Regions from separate parts of the Danio rerio genome. Here region 1 is linked to region 2. A link is a contact called in public Hi-C data. All regions are on one chromosome and are shown on one strand. The core of a region is the stretch at or near the end of the contact, and the rest is flanking DNA. Distances in the headings are between cores, read along the strand shown. Region 1 overlaps rbms1b (RNA binding motif, single stranded interacting protein 1b). Region 2 holds the start of tbr1b (T-box brain transcription factor 1b).

What was found. Hi-C and Micro-C count contacts between places; a contact is called where the count stands out from the background.
Region 1: a Hi-C map of embryo shows a contact between it and region 2, with 2.9 times the contacts expected there. The contact joins the enhancer-like site here to the promoter of tbr1b in region 2. A contact is called at or near these places in 2 of 18 Hi-C or Micro-C datasets (embryo and gastrula embryo).

What each region holds. Positions count from the first base shown.
Region 1 is chr9:53,483,493-53,489,974 of GRCz12tu, forward strand. The region is part of intron 1 of rbms1b (RNA binding motif, single stranded interacting protein 1b); the gene reads left to right. Among named protein-coding and RNA genes, the nearest start is that of tbr1b, 59 kb to the left of the region's middle. Within about 2 kb of position 5,074, at least 5 of the 62 cell types and tissues checked have an H3K27ac peak or open chromatin away from gene starts, as enhancers often do. A contact at or near this core is called in gastrula embryo, where this site is marked.
Region 2 is chr9:53,424,962-53,430,802 of GRCz12tu, forward strand. It overlaps tbr1b (T-box brain transcription factor 1b), which reads right to left and starts at 2,328. Exons shown (of 6, transcript NM_001115090.3): 1 at 1,562-2,328; 2 at 790-944; 3 at 403-524. The coding sequence starts at 2,244. All of the region lies in intron 1 of rbms1b (RNA binding motif, single stranded interacting protein 1b), which reads left to right.

The DNA.
Region 1 (6,482 bases), core at 3,824-6,323, 61 kb after region 2:
AACCCACTGGTCCTACTGCACCCAACCCCGTCTGACCTGGGATCAAACTAGCATTTCTTTGGATGTGAGTGGGCTGCTCTAACAAGGAGGCTAAAGACAATAGTTTCTAGCATCTGCCACGAAAGCGTCTTTAGAGGTCAGAGGAGTGAGGTTTACCTGCACAGCATTTTGCTAGCTGGCCTTTATTACACTCACCCCCTAAACCTCACTCTGCTCCCGGACGAGCCCCCAACCCGATGTGAGCAGGGATCTAACTAGTGATTTTTTGTATGGGAGTCAGTTGCTCTTTTGAGGTCAGAGAAGTGAGGTTTACCTGCACAGCATTTTGCTAGCTGGCCTCCATTACACTCACACCCCTAAACCTTACTCTGCTCCCGGATGAGCCCCCACATGTAACTCACGGGTCCTACTGCACCCAACCCGATCTGAGCTGGGATCTAACTAGTGATTTTTTGTACGGGAGTCAGTTGCTCTAACAAGAAGGTTAAAGACACCTTTAGCGTCTGTTGCTAGACCACCTTTTGAGGTCAGAGAAGTGAGGTTTACCTGCACAGCATTTTGCTAGCTGGCCTCCGTTACACTCACCCCCCTAAACCTCACTCTGCTCCCGGACGAGCCCCCACATGTAACTCACGGGTCCTACTGCACCCAACCCGATCTGAGCTGGGATCAAACCGGTGATTCTTTGTATGGGAGTCTTTTGCTCTAACAAGGAGGTTAAAGACACCTTTAGCGTCTGTTGCTAGACCACATTTTGAGGTTAGAGGAGTGAGGTTTACCTGCATAGCACCTCACTCGCTGGCCTCCATTACACTGACCCCCTTAAACCTCACTCCCATTCCAGACGAGCCCCGACATGTAATTCATCGATACTACTGCACCCAACTCGGTCTGACCTGGGATCAAACCAGCATTTCTTTGGATGGGAGTTGATTGCTCTAACAAGGTGGCTAAAGACCAATGCCTCTAGCATCTGTCACTAGAGCACCTTTTGAGGTCAGAGGAGTAAGGTTTACCTGCACAGCTGTTTGCTAGCTGGCATCCGTTACACTCACCCCCTAAACCTCACTACCATTCAAGACGAGCCCCCACATGTAATTCATCGATACTACTGCACCCAACTCAGTCTGACCTGGGATCGAACTTGCGATTCTTTGTATGGGAGTTGCTCTAACAAGGAGGCTAAAGACAATGGCCTCTAGCATCTGACATTAAAGTACCTTTAGAGGTCAGAAGAGTGAGGTTTACCTGCACAGCACTGCTAGCTGGCCTCCATTACACTCGCCCCCTGTAAACGTCCTTCCTGTAATGTTTGTGTTTAACTCTAAGCCAATGATGTTATACAAGCAGGACATTCCATGTTCCTATTGGCTAGAATGAGCGTCAGTAAGTTCATCAAGGAAATGATAAAGAGAAATAAGAAAACAAGGGAGCGCATGCGATGCTGTAAGAGAGCTCTATGTTCTGAGTTAAGTTGATATTAAAAAACATATATTGTTAAAAGCCAGCCTGTGAGTGGTCTAATATTCAACTTACACAACACTTCCCATCCTGAACGAGCCTCCACATGCAACCAACCGGTCCTACTGCACACAACCCGATGTGAGCTGAGATCAAACTCATGATTCTTTGTATGGGAGTCAGTTGCTTTAACAAGGAGGCTAGAGACCATGGCCTCTAACGTAATCCCACACCAAAATACAACACAGAAACTTTACATAAAGAGTTGTGTTGGACAAAAATAGCTAAAGGAAGTTTTTTAATTTAAACAACTCGCCTAATTAAAATAAATGAAAGGGAGATGTGTTGCTTCAGCAGTACCGCATTTTGATCGATAGGTGGAGTAGTATCTGCACATGCGCAGTTTCAAAACAGCAAAGGAAGGAAGATTCAAACACAACAATCGCTCTCATTATATGGGAATCCATAGATATATACACTAGATATCGCATAGGGACCCTAAGCATGCGTCAATAGCGCCGCCACATTGGTACAGTGCTCCCAGGACAAATGTCATTCTGTCGCCTTCTGTTGAGAGTGCTGTCGCCTCGCAAGTTCGAGCCTCAGCTGGGTTAGTTGGCGTTTCAGTGTGGAGTTTGCATGTTCTCCCTGCGTTCGCGTGGGTTTCCTCTGGGTGCTCTGGTTTCCCCCACAATCCAAAGACATGCGGTACAGGTGAATTGGGTAGGCTAAATTGTCTGTAGAGTGTGTGTGTGTGAGTGTGTGAGTGTGTGAGTGTGTGTGTGTGTGTGTGTGTGTGTGTGTGTGTGTGTGTGTGTGTGTGTGTGTGTGTGAATGTTTCCCAGAGATGGGTTGCGGCTGTAAGAGCATCCGCTGCCTAAAAATGTGCTGTATAAGTTGCCGGTTCATCCCGCTGTGGCGACCCTGAATTAATAAAGCCGACAAGAAAATTAAATGAAAAAAGACAGGAAAAACTGCCAAGAACACAAACAATAGATGTCTGTACCTACAAATGTCTGCAAACTGAATTTGCACAGTCTATAATCCCTCCAGGCACTTATAACTTTTTTTAAATAAAAAAAGCATTAAAAAATTAATGTTCACTTTTTGTTTGTATTTAGCTTTTACAAAAAAAAAAAATATATATATATATATATAGACATAGTTCATGGGGGTTAGCTTGACCAAGGTGATGAATGGAAACTTTTATCAGTTATTTTTATTTATTTATTTATTTATTTATTATTTTTTCCTGAATATTTAACAATTAAAATAATACGCAAATCTTACAATTATGACTAATTGTAAGATACGTAAAGTAAACAACAACAACAGAAAAAACATGGAGGACGAAAGTGGTCAGCTGCCACAATTTGCTCCCACCAGACCAGAGATCTCTCGAACCTACAGATTCCTCAGACTGATGGAGGACACCATATATAAACCATAGGTGCAAGCTGCGATGACGACCCTTTCCCCTTCTCCTCCATTTCAAAATCCTTTTAAAGTTGGGCGAACTTTGCAAATTTCATAGAGTTAAAAGCAATACAATTTTCTCCATCTTGGCTAGTGTGGCGCAGATGCTAGAACCCACCTTTACGCATGTGCAACATCGTAAATTAAATACCAAGTGTAAACACATTAATCGGATATATGGGTCACAATTAAAAGAACGTGCAAACGGACAGGCAAAATAATCAGATATAGGCAACAAATAGGAACTGGGCATCAAGACCTGACAGTGTAAACAAGGCCATACTTAAGTTCAGTAACTAAATAGATTGAAGCTAAATTATGAATGTTATGTTGACTGAACTAAACAACACTACATTACCTTCATGTAACTAAGTTAAGTTTGCTAAAATTAATATTCTTTGTTTGAGGTAACTTAACTCGTGGAACCTGTTAATTGAAAGTTAATTAAAGCCAACATATCTTTTTTGAGTGTACTTAACCCTTTTCTAACATGCTAAAAAAATTTTTGTTCGACTCACATTTGAAAGCACTAGAGGGTGAGTCGCCTAAATAGTGAGTAAATTTTCATTTTTTTGTGAACTACCCCTTTAAATGCGGTATGTTCCATCCAAACCCTCTAGTAAAAACGTGAGCTGAAAAGAAAATGAAATGTCCAAAACAAATAAACAAATTTAATCTCACAACCATGAGTAAATTTGACCTGGCCTAGTATATTTTTGTGAATGCAAATGAATCATCATTGTCTGGGAGACTTTCAAGGAATCGAAGGTTTCTGATAGTCAGTCGTTTAATGGCCTGCACCGGTTCAGACGGAGCATTAATGATTTTGTCCTCCCACTAATACCGCATGAGGTGTCAGTCATACACTCCGCCGCCTGCCAGATTACATCCACTTTCAATTTCTCCACGGCCAGATGGTTTCTTCACACTGCATAAATAAATGAATGCGGGTGTGTGGACCTCCATAGCACGGTTCACATTCTCCCTGCTCGTCTAGTCGGCGAAGCGAGTTACGATCCCTCAACCTCATATTGGAAAAAATACCGGAAGGTCCGCGGCCGCTTAAAGGAAGTGCTACTCATGTTATCCTGCTAGATGTAATACAAGGCACAGATTCACGAACATCGTTAGACAGATTGCGTCACCTTTGGCTGCGTGTGAACTTCCATCAATTACGTATCTTTCCTTTGATGATCGCATTCTATTAGAATAGCTGCTAATGAATCGCCACGTGTGGAACGGTGACGAGAGGGGAAAAACGCGCGAAAAAAACGCGCCTTTTCAATTTTACTCGCTTGACGCGAGGATGTCGCGGACACGCGGGCCGAAAGGTGTTTTTTAAGGCGGGCTTCAAGTCATTAGGACCTGGCAGCGGTGCTTCTTTCTCTCTCTCTCCTACCTGTAAATGGACTCGGAGGAAAAACAGTGACGGGCCCGGTGAGAATTTCACCGGGGGCTTGAAAATTCACACCCGCCCAAGGTGTTGTTTAGGCGTCTGATAAACATGTGAGAAAATAATAGGCTGGAGAGGAGTGGGTGCTTCAACCAAGGAGACCAGAGTCAAGATCTAGATTTTTGAATAATTAACTTTGTGATCAAGACGATATCAGTCTGTTAGTCTTCATTTGTTCAATAGGAGCAACAAAAGAGAGGGAGAGGGAGCCAGGCATGAGAAAAAGAGAGACAGAGAGAAAGAAAGAGAGAGAGAGTGTGTCTTGGAAACCAGAGTTGTGGATCTAATTGAGGCTGCAAGCGGCCATATGGGCTAGTGTGAAAATAGCAAACGCTATCAGTAACGGAGAAACACGAAAGTCGAAGAATATCTTATGCAGCCGGAGCCAAATCTCCCTCCAGCTGTAGGGACAAAACGAACACGTTTTTCCAAGCCATCTTCGCTATTCTGATCGAGCGATCGACGCGAAATGAATGACTGAAACGTCTTCCTGAAGCCCTTAAGATGCTGAAACGCATGCATGCCAGCCATAGGAAGCAGGCCAAGAATGAAAAACAAAGTGCATGTGAGCCTCTCCTCCCAACGCGCCTGATGTTCCGAGGCTGCCTGTTATCCGAGGTGTTAATTGGCAAATTCGGTACAAGTCAAGAGCGTGTTCCCTGCCGTCCTCGCCCAGCTAGGCTAGGTCATTAAGCCGAGAATGGATTCTCTCATGCTGCCTTAACCCTTGCGGCGCATTGCATCCCTCTCCCTTCCTCCCCTTATCAACCATCCAGAAAGCAAAATGAAAGCCACACATATATATAGCTATATGAATGCAACAGGAAACACAGCTATACGCCGTGCATCATTATTTCATTATTGCTTTTGAAAGGTCAACGGTGTAATAATCGCAGCTCACCACGTGATATGAACAAATTTGCATCAAAAAATATCTTTATCGAGATGGATGGCAGTGCACTTGTCCTACATTTCATCAACAAGCACAACAATAGACATGCTGAGAGCAGCAAAAACTTTAATGTTTGGGAAATTTTATCACAAACAAGCATTTTTTGTTTTTAAAAGATGTCTACTAGACGTCTAAATACAGTCGTCCTGACTAAAACAAGGCTATATTTGGGCTGTCAGTGAAAATCTAATAGACGTCTAAGAATAGGCCAAAACTAGACTAGTCATCAAATAAACAGAAATGAATTATACTTACTAAGTATAAGACTTTACTTATAAAGTCTGTCTAACCTGTCTATTTGACGACTTGTCTAGTTTTGGGCTATGCTTAAATGTCTATTAGATTTTCACTGACAGCCCAAGTTTAGTCTTGTTTTAGCCAAGCTGTCTACGTTTAGATGTCTATAAGACGGCTATCAAACACAAAACTGTTTGCTGGGTTCTGGTTTTGACGAGTTCTCTCAAGTTTGTAATAAACAATTTTTTCCCAGTCACCCATTTAGCGCTGTCTGATATATTATACATGTCTCAAAGAACAAATGTTTGGTCCATTCATAATTCTTGGATATATAGAGAGAGAGAAAGAGAGAGAGAGCTTATGCTGTTAATTATAATCAAATTATGTTTTATAATCACATGATTTCTTGAGAAATTGGATACGATTATGAACGAAAGAGAACATTTGCTGAACATTGTTTTGTTGATGTATGTAGGCCTTTAACCAACGCATAAAAAACTGTGTTGAATGCTTAAAATTTTGAGAAGTATTTTTATGACTGAGCAGAAACGTTTGCAAAACACCAACAGAACGCTGAAAATGAAATACCCATAATGAGTTAAAAATTAAAAGGTGTATATCTCTAATTAATGCATTAAAAGTAGATAACAAAAATAATTATTAGGCTCTAATTAGGATCTTCATGAATCATTCACTTTACAACTTAACGAAAACGTCTGCAAAACATTAACAGAACATTTCAAAAGAAACACTTATAAAACGAAATGGCTTGTTACCTTAAAGCTTTTCCAGAAAAGGGTTGTGGCATAAAAAGATGCTGGACAAGTTGGTGGTTCGTACCGCTGTCTCGACCCCGGATTAATAAAGGGACTAAACCGAAAAGAAAATGAATGAATGAATGAA
Region 2 (5,841 bases), core at 1,078-3,577:
ACAATTTGAAGCGCATAAATGTAAACCAATAATTCATAGCAACAAATTAACTGGATTACATTTAATATGTTAAATAATTTAAGCTGGTACATGTCATGCGTACAAAAACGAATGCAACGTTTAATAAACATCAAGTTTTTGTTTACCTTTTCCTAATATAGATTTACATTAATATAAAAAGATATTATTTCGTTTAATTGTGCTGATTATTTTGAACAGTTGCTTTTATTTACATACGTTTAATAAGTAAGGTCTGTAAAATGCTTTCCAAACCCAAATAATGGAATATTCTTACTGCAAATGCGCAATATTGTCAGTTAAAACGCAGCCCGAATTAATGACAAAGTATAATGCAATTACAATTATTTAAATAAAAAGCAAATCCATCGATTAATAACTGACCTGTCCTGTGTTGTTGGTTGCTCCTTTATTGTTGGTTAGCTTAAGTTTTCCAAAGGAAATCTCTTGACGCATCCAGTGCGCGCCGGTGTTTGGCGAATCCGGGTGCATGTACACTCTGTTCCCTGTTCATAAATATTAGAAAGGGAATGTCAGTGCTGAGGCAGGACAACACACATAAAAATAAAATTAAATAGCTAAATAAATAAACAAACCAAAACTCATATGCGTCTTGTACAATTAATGTTATTTAAACAGATTGTTGTTAGCATTATTATCATCATCAAAATAATTACTATGATTAATGTGAAATAATAATAATACAAATAAAAATAATAATAATAGTTTGTTATTAGATAAACTATGAAACAAAAAGCATATTTTGTTCACCTGTTACATTCGTATCCGCTTTGCCGCACGGGACCCATTTTCCTCCTTGAAAGCGCCAGTGATTCGGATCAGCAAGAATCACGTCCACAAAGATATTGTAATGCGCCGTTGGGTCGAGACCAGATATATTGAAACTCAAAAACGGGAACATTCGTCTGAGGGAAAATAAAATGTAAAGTTTCAATGCATAACACTCCAGTGCTGCTTGCAACAACCTTAAATTCTTTATATATATAAATAAATATGTGAATGCCTTTGAATTAATGAAGAAGAATTAAAGTAATGCAAACGAATTTAAATATATAGGTATTGGGTGTTTAGGTATTTTGAAGAAGTAAAAAGTGTGTCCTTCCAAAATAAAATGAATAAAGAAAATTAAATTAACCAATAAGAACAATAAATAATAATAATAATAATAATAATAATAATAATAATAATAACAATAATAATAATAATTATTATTATTGTTACTATTATTATTATTATCATTATTATTATTATTATTATTATTATTATTATTATTATTATTATTATTATTATGAAAACGTTCATTTAATTTATTTTTATTAAATCGTTTATATTTTGTTCCCGGAAAATGCAAACTGAAATAAAAAAATAAAAAAACAGCTTCGTATTTGTCGGAAGAAAAAGATATATGTTTTATATGTGTCTTAATATGTCCCTATTGATATTCGCCAAACGAAAACATCCATTTGTGGAAACAATAGTTTGGCAAACACTCATTTATAACCGTAACAGCAAAAACACCTACCGTCCCTGCTTGGTAATAATCATCTCCGTTTGATGCCTGTGGAATTTAAGCCACAGGGCCCTGTTGCAGAGGTAAACCTGCGCTTTGCCGGGCACGAGTCCTGCTTGCGCGGAGGAAAACTGGTAGAAAGCCGTGCCCTGGTACGCGTGTCCATACTGTTGCGCGTACGGGTACCCGGCGGTCGCGTAACCTTGCGGAGAAGAGTTGCTCAATAGGCTGTTGTAGGCTCCGTTCGTGATGACCGGGTGGTGCGCCATGTAGCGGCTCGGGCTGGCGATGGAGAAAGCCGGGTGCGTCGGTCCATGCTGACTCGGGTAGGGAAACATGGTGGTAGGACTCGGCTGAACTTGACTGGACTGAGACAGGAGATACCTTTCTCCTGCAGATCCATCGAAAGTGTGACGACTGTCGGCGACTCCGTCAAGATCAGGAGAGAGTTTGCCTCGCTGGACGTCCCCTGATGAGTCCTTCGAGTCGGCGAAATTGTCTGCCTCTGACTGATTCGTCATCCCAGCGGAGTTTTTTTTCAGAGGTGAACTTCTCTCCAGGTTGTCGCCGATTGATATAATAGGGTAGTCCTGCAAGGCGAGCTCAGACGCTTGTGCGTTTGGGTAGCCACTGCCCACAATCATACATTTCTTGGAGCGCGCGAGAGCTGGCGAGATGCAACGCTCGAGCTGCATCTCTCGATGACAAATAGCAATTAACGCGAGCGCGAGAGAAAACTAACGCCTTCCTGCGGTTCGAGCTACTTTGTGCAAGACAGCAAATTAGCCAATTGATACTAGCCTGCAATCAGGAAAGGCTCTGCTTTTCAGTGCTCGGTCTGCATGCTTAATGAATCAACTTTTGCTATTGGTTAACACGTGACGGTAATTTAATTAGACAGAACTTAATTAGTGTAATCAAGGAGGCTCGCACGCCACAGTGTATTCACTTCTGCTGGTCATCCATGTTTGTATACTGTACTCTGTGAAAATTGGGGCTCGTGCGCTTCTTAGTAGCCCACTAAGTAGTGCAAATAAACCCTATTGTCTTGCACTCGAAGCCATTGTGTGCCGAATATAATCGGAGGGAAAACTTGATTATTCATTATTTAAAACGCTTGAAATGACACGCCTCGCGCCCTACCTAAAATGTTTGCGTTATAGCGTGAAATATTGGCCTCTCCTGAAGATCTGTTTACTGCTCCCAAGACATATCAATATTTGATGGGGATGGACTACTTCAGGTTATGCATTCAACGCTTTACGCTTCAAAACATTGCCTGAGACAATAAAATCAGGCATGAGTCAATCCAACCTACAAACCAACCACATTCAGTTTAAAAAAATACTATTATATAATAAAATATAATACAAATAAATAAAAAATTTTAATAAAAAACTAAAAATATAGCACTGGCGATGAATTATTTAGCTGAAAGACCGCGCAATAACATAAAAAACATGCGAATTAAATTAGGATTATACTATTAAATTGCGATACATATTTCATATATGTATAACTTATTTTTTTCACCTCATATGGTCTTATTTAGTTCGCATGCTGACTGCTAGACACTTCTGAGGTTTGTGGATCGCAGCCAACATCTTTAAAGAAGCATTTATGGAGACATATTGAATGGGATTCAGAAGACTCTCATATAAAGATGCGTCTGCTTTCTCCGGTATCCAAAGTGCGTTTGGCAAGTAACGAAGCCTACAACCTTTATTTGATTAAGAAAAATTATGCGTTGCGTTTTTTTCCAGAATATCTATCATTTTGTGTTGAACAGAAGAAAAAAGTTCAAATGGGTTAAGGGTGAAAAAAAAATGAATGGCAGAATTTTCTTTTTGGGGTGAACTGTCCCTTTAAGCATGATCATGTTATAGTCATTTATATATATATATATATATATATATATATATATATATATATATATATATATATATATATATATATATATATAGCTAGACAGACATCAGACATGTATTATTAGATTTGATGAATACTTGAAGATGTATTCATTGACTATTAATATTTTTTACTATAAAATTGCTCCAAAAAAAAACAATCAATGAAGTATAGTTTATAGATAGATAGATAGATAGATAGATAGATAGATAGATAGATAGATAGATAGATAGATAGATAGATAGATAGATAGATAGTATTTATAATATTATACTATATTGGGGTGTAATTTTAATAAATGCATTGCGTATTAAAGAGATAGCAAACCCAAACAATTAAATTCTGTCATCATTTACTCACTTTTCCAAAGCATATTTTAGTTTCTTTCGGCTATTGAACACAAAAGAAGATATTTTGAAAAATGTTGGGACTGCTTTCAATGTATTATGGAAGTCGATGAGCAAACGGCATTCTTCAAAATATCTGTTTTTGTGTCAAACAAGAAATAATAAAATCAAAAAAGGTTAATAAATAAATAAGGCAGTTTTCATTTTATCTAATTTCATCTATCATTTTATTTACCTATATCGCCTTTAATCAACGGGGTAAATAATAACGCAATTGCTCTTTGCAATCAAGCAAATGCACGCTTGTATTTATTTTTTTCTCATAAATCATACCTCGCAGTTAGTGTTCAAAAGTTTTACCTAATCACCCCTCAGCTTTGCCATATTCTAGAGTAACACGTCTGTCAGCATCCCAGCGGTCATCTGATAGGAATCACATCGTCCTCCCCCTCAGCAGCCTGAAATAGGTTCTTCTTATCAGTTCATCTCACCTGTCTCACTGCCACAACTGACTCTCCACACGACCGATTAGAAAGCACCGCTGAAGTCTTTGATGAGCCTCTGCGCCTCATGCACTGGCCCTTTAAATGGCGTAAAAACACACTTAGCACGGCAGCATCAGGTGGACGCTTTATTACAACTGATGATATATAATATTAAAAATAATTAATCGCATTAGTGGATCTCCTCTAGCTTTTTCCCTTAGATTTCCACACACAAAAAAATGATTAATATCACTATCAACGGCACAGGCCCAACAATATGCAAAATTATTACCATAACATAGACTAAATAATACAACGGACACGTTTGTAAATGCATAACACTACAAGTGTGAAATTTACCAGTGTAACACATGGAGCCAACACTTGGCCAAATATCGGTTTAGTATTAGCCGTATTATCAAGTGACAAATGAATTTGCGCCAAAAAGCCAGCCATAGAGACTGAATAGGTGACGTCAGCAACAAAAGAACAAGCAATCCTATTTCTGTTGGAAAGACTGATAATGATAAGCCTATGATAAAACTCTTTATTTATCAATAATCCTTACATGTTTGTTTTACATTAAAGGGAAAGTTCATCCAAAGATTAAAATGACCTCATCTATCTATCTATCTATCTATCTATCTATCTATCTATCTATCTATCTATCTATCTATCTATCTATATATCTATCTATCTATCTATCTATCTATCTATCTATCTATCTATCTATCTATCTATGCATCCATCCATCCATCCTTCCTTCCTTCATTCCTTCCATCCATCCTTCCTTCATTCCTTCCTTCCTTCCTTTCTTCCTTCCTTCCTTCCATCCTTCTTTCCTTCCTTCCTTCCTCCCTTCCATCCATCCATCCATCCACCCACCCACCTATCTATCTATCTATCTATCTATCTATCTATCTATCTATCTATCTATCTATCTATCTATCTATCTATCTATCTATCTATCTATCTATCTATCTATCTATCTATCTATCTATCTATCTATCTAGATTATCTATCTAGATTATCTATCTATCTATCTATCTATCTATCTATCTATCTATCTATCTATCTATCTATCTATCTATCTATCTATCTATCTATCTATCTATCTATCTATCTATCTATCTATCTATCTATCATCTCTCTATGCATCCATCCATCCATCCATCCTTCCTTCCTTCATTCCTTCCATCCATCCTTCCTTCATTCCTTCCTTCCTTCCTTCCTTCCTTCCTTTCTTCCTTCCTTCCTTCCTTCCTTCCATCCTTCTTTCCTTCCTTCCTTCCTTCCTTCCATCCATCCATCCATCCAACCACCCACCCACCCACCCACCCACCCACCCACCCACCCACCCATCCATCCATCCATCCATCTATCTATCTATCTATCTATCTATCTATCTATCTATCTATCTATCTATCTATCTATCTATCTATCTATCTATCTATCTATCTATCTATCTATCTATCTATCTATCTATCTATCTCCCTCATTTGGTTTTGTCCTTTAAGGCTTTCACAAAAATATATATATATGAAGAGTGCTG